Linked DNA regions of Arabidopsis thaliana: region 1 is linked to region 2. Evidence: chromatin contacts called from public targeted proximity ligation data. All regions are on one chromosome and are shown on one strand. The core of a region is the stretch at or near the end of the contact, and the rest is flanking DNA. Distances in the headings are between cores, read along the strand shown. Region 1 holds the start of UBQ10 (polyubiquitin 10). Region 2 holds the start of AT4G05150 (Octicosapeptide/Phox/Bem1p family protein).

Evidence for each region.
Region 1: a targeted proximity ligation map of shoot shows a contact between it and region 2, with 12 read pairs. A contact is called at or near these places in 2 of 26 Hi-C or Micro-C datasets (root and rosette leaf) and 1 of 2 datasets of targeted methods (shoot).

What each region holds. Positions count from the first base shown.
Region 1 is chr4:2,713,620-2,719,625 of TAIR10.1, forward strand. It overlaps UBQ10 (polyubiquitin 10), which reads left to right and starts at 4,358. Exons shown (of 2, transcript NM_178968.5): 1 at 4,358-4,635; 2 at 4,940-6,006. The coding sequence starts at 4,940. AT4G05310 (Ubiquitin-like superfamily protein) reads left to right here and starts at 1,146. Exons shown (of 1, transcript NM_116770.1): 1 at 1,146-2,393. The coding sequence starts at 1,146. The coding sequence ends at 2,393. It overlaps AT4G05085 (a long non-coding RNA gene), which reads right to left and starts at 1,078. Exons shown (of 1, transcript NR_141845.1): 1 at 559-1,078.
Region 2 is chr4:2,656,311-2,662,237 of TAIR10.1, forward strand. It overlaps AT4G05150 (Octicosapeptide/Phox/Bem1p family protein), which reads left to right and starts at 3,846. Exons shown (of 2, transcript NM_116754.4): 1 at 3,846-4,350; 2 at 5,254-5,927. The coding sequence starts at 4,029.

The sequences.
Region 1 (6,006 bases), core at 3,108-5,607, 58 kb after region 2:
GATAAAAAAATGGAGTTAAAACACAATCAAGATCCTAATATGACATAACAAAAAACTTCTTAAAAGAACTTCATTACTTACACGAGCAATGCTTGTTTTGGCTCCAAACTTGGTACAAAAACAAGATCAACACTTCTTCAACAGCAATGTACGTTCTTAATTTTTTATTAATTATTATCAATAATTTTTTTAATATTATTTGATGTAATGATGATTTTGCATTAATTGTGACAATAGTCACATCTAAACTTTTTTGGGGCATTAAATGTTGATGTCACTTCGGAATAATGAAAATAATCTCACTTGTAACGGAACCGAATCGCGTCAACGTGAAACAAAAAATCTTCAACTGAATCGGAACAGTGTACGTAACTAAACCTGCTAAACTAAACCGTACATTTCAACAGTTACTAAGAGAGAAGCGCAAGGGCAGAAACGTCATTTTGCAGGCGAAAAGACAAATGGTGAAAACCACATTTGACTTTAACAATCCATGGAAATAAAACATGGTCAACGGGTGTGGCCTGCAATTTACCCTTATATAAACACTAATATATATATCTAGGCTAGTACAGTTTTTCCTCTACGACATTTACAAATCTTTTTTTTTCTTTTTCTTAAAACTCTCATTAAAAAAACAATGATAAATCAAACATGCTTCGTTCCGGCTTAATTACTGCTCTTCCCCATCTCAAGCGCATTCCCATACTCCCATCCTCTACAAACCTTGACCAATACCAGTGTGACCTCCACACTTGACCCATCTCCTCAATCGGAATACCTTTCGTCTCCGGCAAGAATCTTTAATGGGTCGGATTTGTAGATTTACGGTTTAATGGGTCGGATCTAGATAGTTTTAATCAATCTTTTTATAACATTACCGTTGGATAATATAAGTAAGAATATACTGTAGCATAGATACTGATGATTTTATGTGAGGCTTTCATTGACTTAAGAGCCACGTAACCCAATAAAAATGGGTCAAGCCCAAATGCGGTTCATTTGATATGTGAATGAATGATATTAAAACCAAATTCTATCGTGAACTATCTTTACAAAACAATCACTTTCTCTCTCGCTCTCTCTGTTTCTTGACTCTCTTCTTCATTAGTCTCCATTGATCTTGAAACACCATTGATAGAGTCATGAAGTTTGTGGTCGAGATTCTGGGTGGTTCATCGTTCGAGATTGAAGTGGAACGCACAGATACATTGTTAGTGGTCAAACAGAAGATCGAGAAGTCTCAACGTGTCCCAGTTTCGAAACAAACCCTTATCGTCGACGGCATTTTTATTCTTCGAGAAGATCTTAACCTCGACCAATGCCAGATCTTCCACGATTCTCAAATCCAACTCGAAGTCTCTCCTGACGTGAACCCTATTCACAACAACGACGATCAAATCCCGCAAACAGAGCAATCTCCTCCAGCACCGTGGATTTCAGTTGAAGAGTACTTTGCGGAGCAAGATTGGCCTTTGACAGAGGAAGAGATCAGAAAGATTTACAGTTATCGGCCTGAGACAACCCAAGACATCAGTAAGATTCAAGATGCGCATCAAACAGAGGAATCTCCACCGTCAAACTCAGTCAAAGAGACCGTTAACATTCAAGATTCGTCTGTGAAGTTTGCGAGTAAGAACAACAACGATCAAGTGCCTCCAACGAAGCAATTTCCACAGTCAAACTTAGTCAAAAAGATCACTAACGGAAAAAAAAGAGTCCGGCAGATGCTAGTATATGTGTCGCCATATCCTGGTATGAATGAAGTCCCAACGAATATTCTGGTGCAAGTGAAAGTTACGGATGAGGTGAAAACACTGAGAGGTCTTATGAAACTGGCTCAAGAAGGGTACATCTTTACGCACAATAATCAAGTATTGAACGAAGATCAGTCATACGAGTGTAACAGTGTTAAACCCTTGGATACAATTGTGATTGTTCCCAGACGTGTTATCCAAGAGACCAGTAAGATTCAAGATTCGTCTGTGACGGTTCAAGTGCCTCAAATGGAGCAATCTCCAGCGTCAAACTCAGTCAAAGAGATCACTGACCCGAAGAAGAAGATTAAAGTATATGTGGTGGCAGCTTCAAGTGAGTGTAAAGGTCTGAAGAGATTTATTGAGGTGGATGTGAACTCGACGGATCAAGTGAAAATACTGAGAACCGAGTTGGTTGAAAGTGGTCGGAGGGGTCATATAAGAATGCCTCACGAAGGATATTTCTTTGTGGACAGAAAGAAAGAGAGAGTATTGAACGAAGATCAGTCATTCGAGTGGAACCGTGTTCTTCCAGCCGAAACAGTTTATATGGTTAGTGGACGTGATACACATTTTGCCTCGTCTTTTACTCGTGGCTCTAAAGTCACAATGCTTTGTGCTCAAAAAGTTCTGTAGAAAGTCTGTATATATGACACAGAAGAAACCAAAAACTATGATACATTCAGCAACAGAAAGTTATGTGGATCTTTAACTCTTTGCTAATAGGTTTTAATCTTTCTTCAAGTTTTCTTCTGGCCCTTAAGTCACAATGCTTTGAAATTTTTGAGTATATGTAGATACATAGAAGAAACAAAACTATGATACATTTAGTAACAGAAATTTATGTGGATTTTATCCTATTTGTAGGTGTAACTCTTTTCTTCTAGGTTTTAATATTTTTCTTCAAGTAAACTTGTTGTTATTGAATTCCCTTTAGTCGAAAGCAGCGATCAAGCTTCTCTTATAAGTTACAAACCCTAATTTCAGCAAACACAACTTGGAAACACTAGCAGCAACAACTTTGTTATTTTAAAACATTAGCAAAAGAAATCTCATTGCAACATCAAATGGCAAAACTGGAAGGTAAAAAAAGCAGAACTTATCAAACAAGACTACCAATATGATGAACTGATGATTTTTTTTTTTTTTTTTTTGGCTCAACAACAAACTTTCCATTCACCCATTTATGGATACACAGTCTAGCTCAACAGAGCTTTTAACCCAAATTGGTACAATAGAATACAACTTTAGATCATAATTCTCAAAAGAAAGAGATTCCTTAGCTATTCTATCTGCCACTCCATTTCCTTCTCGGCTTGTATGCACAAGCATAAAATCCTCAAACTTGCTAAGTAGATACTTTATGTCTTGGATAATTGGATTGAGACTTGACAAGCATAACTTTCATGTAACCAAAGACACAAGTTGCTGAGAATCCACCTCAAAAATGATCTTCCTATAATTGAATCGGGATAATGACAGCACAGCCCATCTAAGAGCCTCCACTTCTACTTCCAGCACGCTTCTTACTTTTACCACAGCTCTTGCACCTAACCATAACACCTTCCCTGTATGATCGCGAAGCACCCACCCTAAGCCACATTTTAATCCTTCTGTTGGCCATGCCCCATCAAAGTTGCACTTAACCCAAGATTGTGGTGGAGCTTCCCATGTTTCTCGTCTGTCCCGACGGTGTTGTGGTTGGTGCTTTCCTTACATTCTGAGCCTCTTTCCTTCTAATCCACTCATCTGCATCTTCTTGTGTCCTTACTAATACCTCATTGGTTCCAAATTCCCTCCCTTTAAGCACCAGCTCGTTTCTGTTCTTCCACAGCCTCCCAAGTATCCAAGGGACTAAAGCCTCCACATTCTTCAGATCAGGATATTCTTGTTTAAGATGTTGAACTCTATGGAGGTTTGTATGAACTGATGATCTAGGACCGGATAAGTTCCCTTCTTCATAGCGAACTTATTCAAAGAATGTTTTGTGTATCATTCTTGTTACATTGTTATTAATGAAAAAATATTATTGGTCATTGGACTGAACACGAGTGTTAAATATGGACCAGGCCCCAAATAAGATCCATTGATATATGAATTAAATAACAAGAATAAATCGAGTCACCAAACCACTTGCCTTTTTTAACGAGACTTGTTCACCAACTTGATACAAAAGTCATTATCCTATGCAAATCAATAATCATACAAAAATATCCAATAACACTAAAAAATTAAAAGAAATGGATAATTTCACAATATGTTATACGATAAAGAAGTTACTTTTCCAAGAAATTCACTGATTTTATAAGCCCACTTGCATTAGATAAATGGCAAAAAAAAACAAAAAGGAAAAGAAATAAAGCACGAAGAATTCTAGAAAATACGAAATACGCTTCAATGCAGTGGGACCCACGGTTCAATTATTGCCAATTTTCAGCTCCACCGTATATTTAAAAAATAAAACGATAATGCTAAAAAAATATAAATCGTAACGATCGTTAAATCTCAACGGCTGGATCTTATGACGACCGTTAGAAATTGTGGTTGTCGACGAGTCAGTAATAAACGGCGTCAAAGTGGTTGCAGCCGGCACACACGAGTCGTGTTTATCAACTCAAAGCACAAATACTTTTCCTCAACCTAAAAATAAGGCAATTAGCCAAAAACAACTTTGCGTGTAAACAACGCTCAATACACGTGTCATTTTATTATTAGCTATTGCTTCACCGCCTTAGCTTTCTCGTGACCTAGTCGTCCTCGTCTTTTCTTCTTCTTCTTCTATAAAACAATACCCAAAGAGCTCTTCTTCTTCACAATTCAGATTTCAATTTCTCAAAATCTTAAAAACTTTCTCTCAATTCTCTCTACCGTGATCAAGGTAAATTTCTGTGTTCCTTATTCTCTCAAAATCTTCGATTTTGTTTTCGTTCGATCCCAATTTCGTATATGTTCTTTGGTTTAGATTCTGTTAATCTTAGATCGAAGACGATTTTCTGGGTTTGATCGTTAGATATCATCTTAATTCTCGATTAGGGTTTCATAGATATCATCCGATTTGTTCAAATAATTTGAGTTTTGTCGAATAATTACTCTTCGATTTGTGATTTCTATCTAGATCTGGTGTTAGTTTCTAGTTTGTGCGATCGAATTTGTCGATTAATCTGAGTTTTTCTGATTAACAGATGCAGATCTTTGTTAAGACTCTCACCGGAAAGACAATCACCCTCGAGGTGGAAAGCTCCGACACCATCGACAACGTTAAGGCCAAGATCCAGGATAAGGAGGGCATTCCTCCGGATCAGCAGAGGCTTATTTTCGCCGGCAAGCAGCTAGAGGATGGCCGTACGTTGGCTGATTACAATATCCAGAAGGAATCCACCCTCCACTTGGTCCTCAGGCTCCGTGGTGGTATGCAGATTTTCGTTAAAACCCTAACGGGAAAGACGATTACTCTTGAGGTGGAGAGTTCTGACACCATCGACAACGTCAAGGCCAAGATCCAAGACAAAGAGGGTATTCCTCCGGACCAGCAGAGGCTGATCTTCGCCGGAAAGCAGTTGGAGGATGGCAGAACTCTTGCTGACTACAATATCCAGAAGGAGTCCACCCTTCATCTTGTTCTCAGGCTCCGTGGTGGTATGCAGATTTTCGTTAAGACGTTGACTGGGAAAACTATCACTTTGGAGGTGGAGAGTTCTGACACCATTGATAACGTGAAAGCCAAGATCCAAGACAAAGAGGGTATTCCTCCGGACCAGCAGAGATTGATCTTCGCCGGAAAACAACTTGAAGATGGCAGAACTTTGGCCGACTACAACATTCAGAAGGAGTCCACACTCCACTTGGTCTTGCGTCTGCGTGGAGGTATGCAGATCTTCGTGAAGACTCTCACCGGAAAGACCATCACTTTGGAGGTGGAGAGTTCTGACACCATTGATAACGTGAAAGCCAAGATCCAGGACAAAGAGGGTATCCCACCGGACCAGCAGAGATTGATCTTCGCCGGAAAGCAACTTGAAGATGGAAGAACTTTGGCTGACTACAACATTCAGAAGGAGTCCACACTTCACTTGGTCTTGCGTCTGCGTGGAGGTATGCAGATCTTCGTGAAGACTCTCACCGGAAAGACTATCACTTTGGAGGTAGAGAGCTCTGACACCATTGACAACGTGAAGGCCAAGATCCAGGATAAGGAAGGAATCCCTCCGGACCAGCAGAGGTTGATCTTTGCCGGAAAACAATTGGAGGA
Region 2 (5,927 bases), core at 2,596-5,095:
TAACATTTGTTTTGCTTCTTTTATTTTTGTGTTTTTTTCCCTCCAAACTTAGGTTATTTTAAGAACTATATATGATGGGACCGTTGCATCAAACACGGAGTTCGAAAAGTGCAAAAGGCCCTCAATGGATTAATCTGGCTGGTGATCAATCAGTCGAGATGATGACTTGTTTGAACCAAAATATCTTCAAAAAACACTTGAACATATCAATCTGCCCTATAGATCGATCCCCTTCGTGAGATGCTCGAGCCAACCTTGAAGTGTAGGATATAATTTACGTGTGGATAGATCGCTCGACAATATAATTGTTGAGAAACCAAGAAAGAGAAAAAGACTTAGATTGATCAATATAAGTTTCAGACTGATCGAGATCCCAACCTCGCGTTGTCTCGGGTCGACTCCGCATAAAATTTTCCACCTTATGTATAGACTATAGTATAATTTAATTATGTTCTTCATAATATGTTCTTCTTTTCTTTTTTTAACCATGTATGAATAGTTTTCCAATTGGATTTTCCCATGGTCTGGATCCCAACATGTAACTTTTGGTCCTTAATTTAGTTCGACCTCGTACTGCTACCGCTTACCACAACACAATAACTATAAATTTGCGGGTGAAGAAATAGAGTTAAACATGATCAAATTAGACATTAATAACAAGAAAGTTAACAACAACAAAAAAAACTCAAAAAATGAATCTTCAATGTGAATCATTGATGCTCATAATGTTGTTCTTTTTTCGTGGTCAAGAGTTTATTTCATGACTAAAAAGACATTTTTCTTACCAATCCAAGGCAACTCCCGCAAATACTCCTCCTAACAGAAACGCTACCAGTAAATCCCTAACGCATTTTGTTCCGGACCCTTTACAAAAACAAAACACGAGTTCCTTTAATACAAAATGAGAACAAATAAGAGATTGATTGTCTTGAAATATTAGAATATATATAGTGTTAATGCACGAGTTCCTTCATAGTGTTGTTTACAGCAAAAGTCACACGAAATGTAACCCTTTTCAAACTTTTAACACAAATAGCTAGTGTTTCATTTTCATTTTTCTCGAATTCAGTTACATTTACGTTTATATTAAAATAGTTTTTATATTAGAGAAAAAAAACAAAAAAAATTGTTTAGTATTAGTAAAGCTATTTGCAAATTAAATTCTAAACGCAAACGAAAATAAACAATCATATCCACAATCTTTATTAAGGAGCTATATGATGAGAATGCAAACACTGAGATGTCCATTAGTCAATCCCAAAATAGAAATGAGCATAATCATCCATCCTTGATCACCATACTTGGCAGTGAAGTAGAATTCCGGAATGAGGAAAAAACGCGACAAAATCGCAACTGTGAGTCTTTTTCTATTCTCAATTTTGAGCCATTTCACCAGCGGTGTGTATCTTCCGACCAAATCCCATAGTACATTGCTACGAGGCCAAGCGTGTACCATGTTCCTAGTCTGTGTTGTCCCGTGTTTTCATATAAAAACCTGGGTACCAGGGATAATGTCAAATCGTAGAGGAGGAATAGATTCACTGCATAATCCTTCATAAGCGGATTTACTTCAGTAGTACTTAACAATGGGAAGTTTCGGAAATACATAACCATTTATTGTGGAAAACATGTAACCGATCATATTACATTTTCGTGTATTGCTTTTTGATTCGCGGTATGAGAAAATCGTGATTGTTCCAAGCTCAAAAGGTTCGTATACCACAATGAGTATCCTTAAAGGATGGGTAATCCTACGGAGCCAAGAAACATAGAGAATTCAACTATAGTTTTTTATAACCAAAACATAAAACTTCGAAAACCAAAACGAAAACAAATTGGAAAAACGTGGTAGTAATAATCTTCAAGTGTGAGCATATTGTTCCAAGAAATGTTGTTCCAACTCCAAGAATACAGCAAAAAACAGTGAAGACTTTAGATATGTCTTATTTATGTTTTCTTTTGGAAAAATGTAATAATTTGAAATTATAAGTTGTGTCATTATTCGTTTATGTATATCATAGTACAATATATGATAGATTACGTTGAAAGAGTAAGATAGATAGATAATATAATGTTTGATATAGATTTTCTCGTCATACCCAACAAGTAAACAAAAAACCTTACTAACTGCAACACCATTGGAAACTTATCCTCTTTTCATTGGTCAATTTCTTCTTTTCGCTATTGTTTAGTCGAACTAAAACGTCATTAAATATCAATCAAACTACAGAGACATTATTTTTGTTTAACAATACAATAACATGGACTTCAAATTAGTTTTAGTGGAAATAATGATTAGTACTAATAAAATTCGATCGCCTGTCGTAATAACCAACTCAGCTCAATGTCACATGCTAAGAAGTAAGAACTCCTGATTATATTTTATTTTTAATTCTGTTGCTAGATTAATTAAATAAAATAAAGTCAGGAATTTTGTTTTCCTTCTTTACTCTTTTTTTTGTGCCGACGTCAAGAACCTAGTTGAAGATTGAAAATATATATTAGATACAATTTTTAATTATATGTTATCTTTTTTTTTTTTCTTGTCTAAATTATATGTATCTTAAAATCGTTAAATCACAATGGTTTTTGTGGAGTCAAGTCAAATGCATATGGTGAATGATTAGGAGCATCTAACTTCTGGCTGATAGCTATTTGACGGCTACGATGCATCTGTCATATAAAATGGAATAACGGCCAGTAGTTCTCATAGACCGCTATTATTTTGGCCAACAGATTGATCGTAAGAAAATATAATAGTTGTATACATTAGTCTTTTTGGACACAAAATTTTTGATGAAAACTTTAACGAAGTTGAGACGAAAAGAAAAAAAAAAAATGTTTCTCATGAAAATATAGTTACATTACATAAGGAATGCGTATGGTAAATGTTTGTTTTTTGAAAGTTTTATTATGATAAAATTATTATATTAGATTTATATTTTTTTTATTTTTTTGTCGACCGTTATTAATTATTTTTTTATTTTTTGTTCAAAGATATTAATTGTTGCATTAGATAACATAAAATATATATAAAAAACCAAGATTTGTTCACAAGATAAAAAACCAAACCAAATCCAAATTTCATAAGATATTTTCTACACTAACTAAAGTACTTCAATCGAACGATTCTGTTACAACTTTGTAATAGTAAATAAGTAATTAGATTTCTGAGTAAAACATAGATTATCAAAGTCGCTTTTATTATTGTTTTGTTTGCAAGACTCGTGCTTACAAATCTCCCATTGTAATCAACTATCGTTTTCTAGAGTTTGTTTCAGTCATTCTTACACTCTTATTGACTACTCTTATTGATTATTGGAATTTTTTTTTCTTTTTTTTTTTCAATCTTTGCTTTTATTCATTGAAACAAAGAACAATTACAAGCATAAGAGTTAAAGAACTCAAAAATTAAAACATTACAACAAAAGGTATTCTCCAATACCATAAAAAAAAAATCTAAAATTCATCGATTTGAAGTCCATGAGAGTTTTAAGGCAAAGACAAAGAAACACAATGCAACATATGAGATTATAGAGAATCTAAAGATCATTGTTTTATTTTGTTTTATTTTGATCGAAAGATTACAGAAAATCAAGGAATTGTTTTATTTTGTTGATATATTTTTGTGGTAATATTTTTAAAATTACTTTTTTTCTTTCATATAAATAAAATTCGATAGAAATTAGTATTTATATATATATATATATATATATATATATATATATATATATCTGTATCTCATTTATTCAAAATTATCATTTGTGCAAATCGGTTAATAAATGTCGTTTATGACACTAACGAGTAATGAGTGGTGATAATAATCAATTCGGTAATACTCTCACATTTATAAATTATATTAAAATATTCAAACGGTTAACTAATTATATTACTTTATTTTTTGTGCAACAAACTAATTATATTACATGAGAAAAAATAATGCTGTGAGAATGCGGTACATGACAGCCACGTATCTCTAACATATCCTCTTCCCGAACATTCACCTTAATAATTTATATGGTCGTTGAATGAAATCGAATCAAAAAAAACAAAAATCCCCAAATTACCAAAATCCTCGGCGACAAAGAGGAGAGATAGAGAGAGAGAAAGAGGCGAAAATAATGGCGTCGATCCCTCCGCCGGAGCTTGACAACGACTCACTGGCGTCATCGCCGAGATCGGAGTACGATAGTCAGCCACGCGTACGGTTCATGTGTACTTTTGGAGGAAGGATCTTGCCACGTCCGCCGGATAATCAGCTCTGTTACGTCGGCGGCGATAATCGCATGGTCGCTGTTCATCGTCACACTACTTTCGCCTCTCTCCTTAGTAAACTTGCTAAACTCTCCGGTAAGTTAAAATCATTCCCTTCCGATTTTCGAATCGTGTCATGATGATCATTGAAAACCGATTAGGGATTTTAGTTGGATGATTTTGATATGATCTCTTATCGGGCCTTTGTGGGCCTCGTCTAAGAAAATCGCCACAAGGAAATTTTTAGATATGATGAGCGAATTATTTGGTTAATTTTTAAGATTTTTTTGCAGCTTAACTGATTTTTATGGAAATTGGGCAGATTTTTATTGGTCTGTGGCCACAAAAGGTCTGGCATATGATATTTTTTCTTCAATCATTTAATTTTGCACGATCATGAAAATTATCGACTCGGAACATTTGATCCAATGATTAATTAATATTATCTCCATTTCGCAATATAAATTGTTTTAGTTAAAAATACACAAATTAGTAATATTTACTTTTTTAAAGTTCCAACCAATCATAAAAAAAGATTTTATAATATAAATAATTATAAAGTATTTAAAATAATATATAATTTACATAAAAATTTGAAAACAATTTATATTATAAAACAAAAAAATGGTTCAATACAACTTATATTATGAAACGAATCTAATACAACTTATTTTATGAAACAGAGTGAGTTCGTTAGAAATAAAAATTGGGTTTAGAAGAAGTTATGGCGATCACTGTCATATTACCCAAATACAAAATTGAATCTAAATCATATGATATTTTTTTGTTTTCTTTGTCAACTATGAATTATTGGTCTAAAAAAACATTTTTGCTGTTTATTAAAATATTTTTCAAACTTATTGTTGGAAATTGGGCAGATATTTTGTTGGCCATGAGATTTTGGAATTTTGCGGGAAAGTATTCATTCAATTTATAAAAAGAAAATATTTTGATTGGGGAATAATAATGATGATTGTTGCGTTGGAATATTTGGATAAGGTAAAAGCAACATAAGCGTGAAGTACCAGCTACCAAACGAAGATCTTGACGCGTTGATTTCCGTATCAACGGACGAAGATGTAGAGAACATGATGGACGAATACGACCGCGTCGCACAGAATCAAAACCCACGCGCCTCTCGTCTTCGTCTTTTTCTCTTCACCAAAAACGTCGCCGGAGAAGAAGATAACGATAGTCGAGCTAGCAGTATCAGCTCTCTCCTCGATAGCTCTGTTAATCGGGAGCAATGGTTCCTCGACGCTCTTAACCTCGGTTCTTCCGCCGCCGCAACCGCGGTATCTAACGGTGGGTCCGGTAGAGTCTTTGAGCGAGTTAGATCTGAAGTCTCGTCGATTGTTTCTGAAGTTCCTGATTATCTCTTTGGATTGGATAATTTCGATGAAACTGCTCCGCCGCATGAGCTTCGTGATCGTGATCCGAGAGCTAAGATCCAACGAGAAGTCTCGACGCTTTCGGATCCTGGTTCGCCTCGTCGCGATGTTCCTTCGCCGTATGGTTCGACGTCTTCGGCTCCTGTGATGCGAATATCTACACCGGAACTTCCACCACCAGTTTTTATTAAACCGGAAAGTCCAGAACCGGTTTCGACTCCGAAATCCAATCCTCAACCGGAACAAGTAATGCAACAGAGTAATCTCCCGGTTAACTCGCAA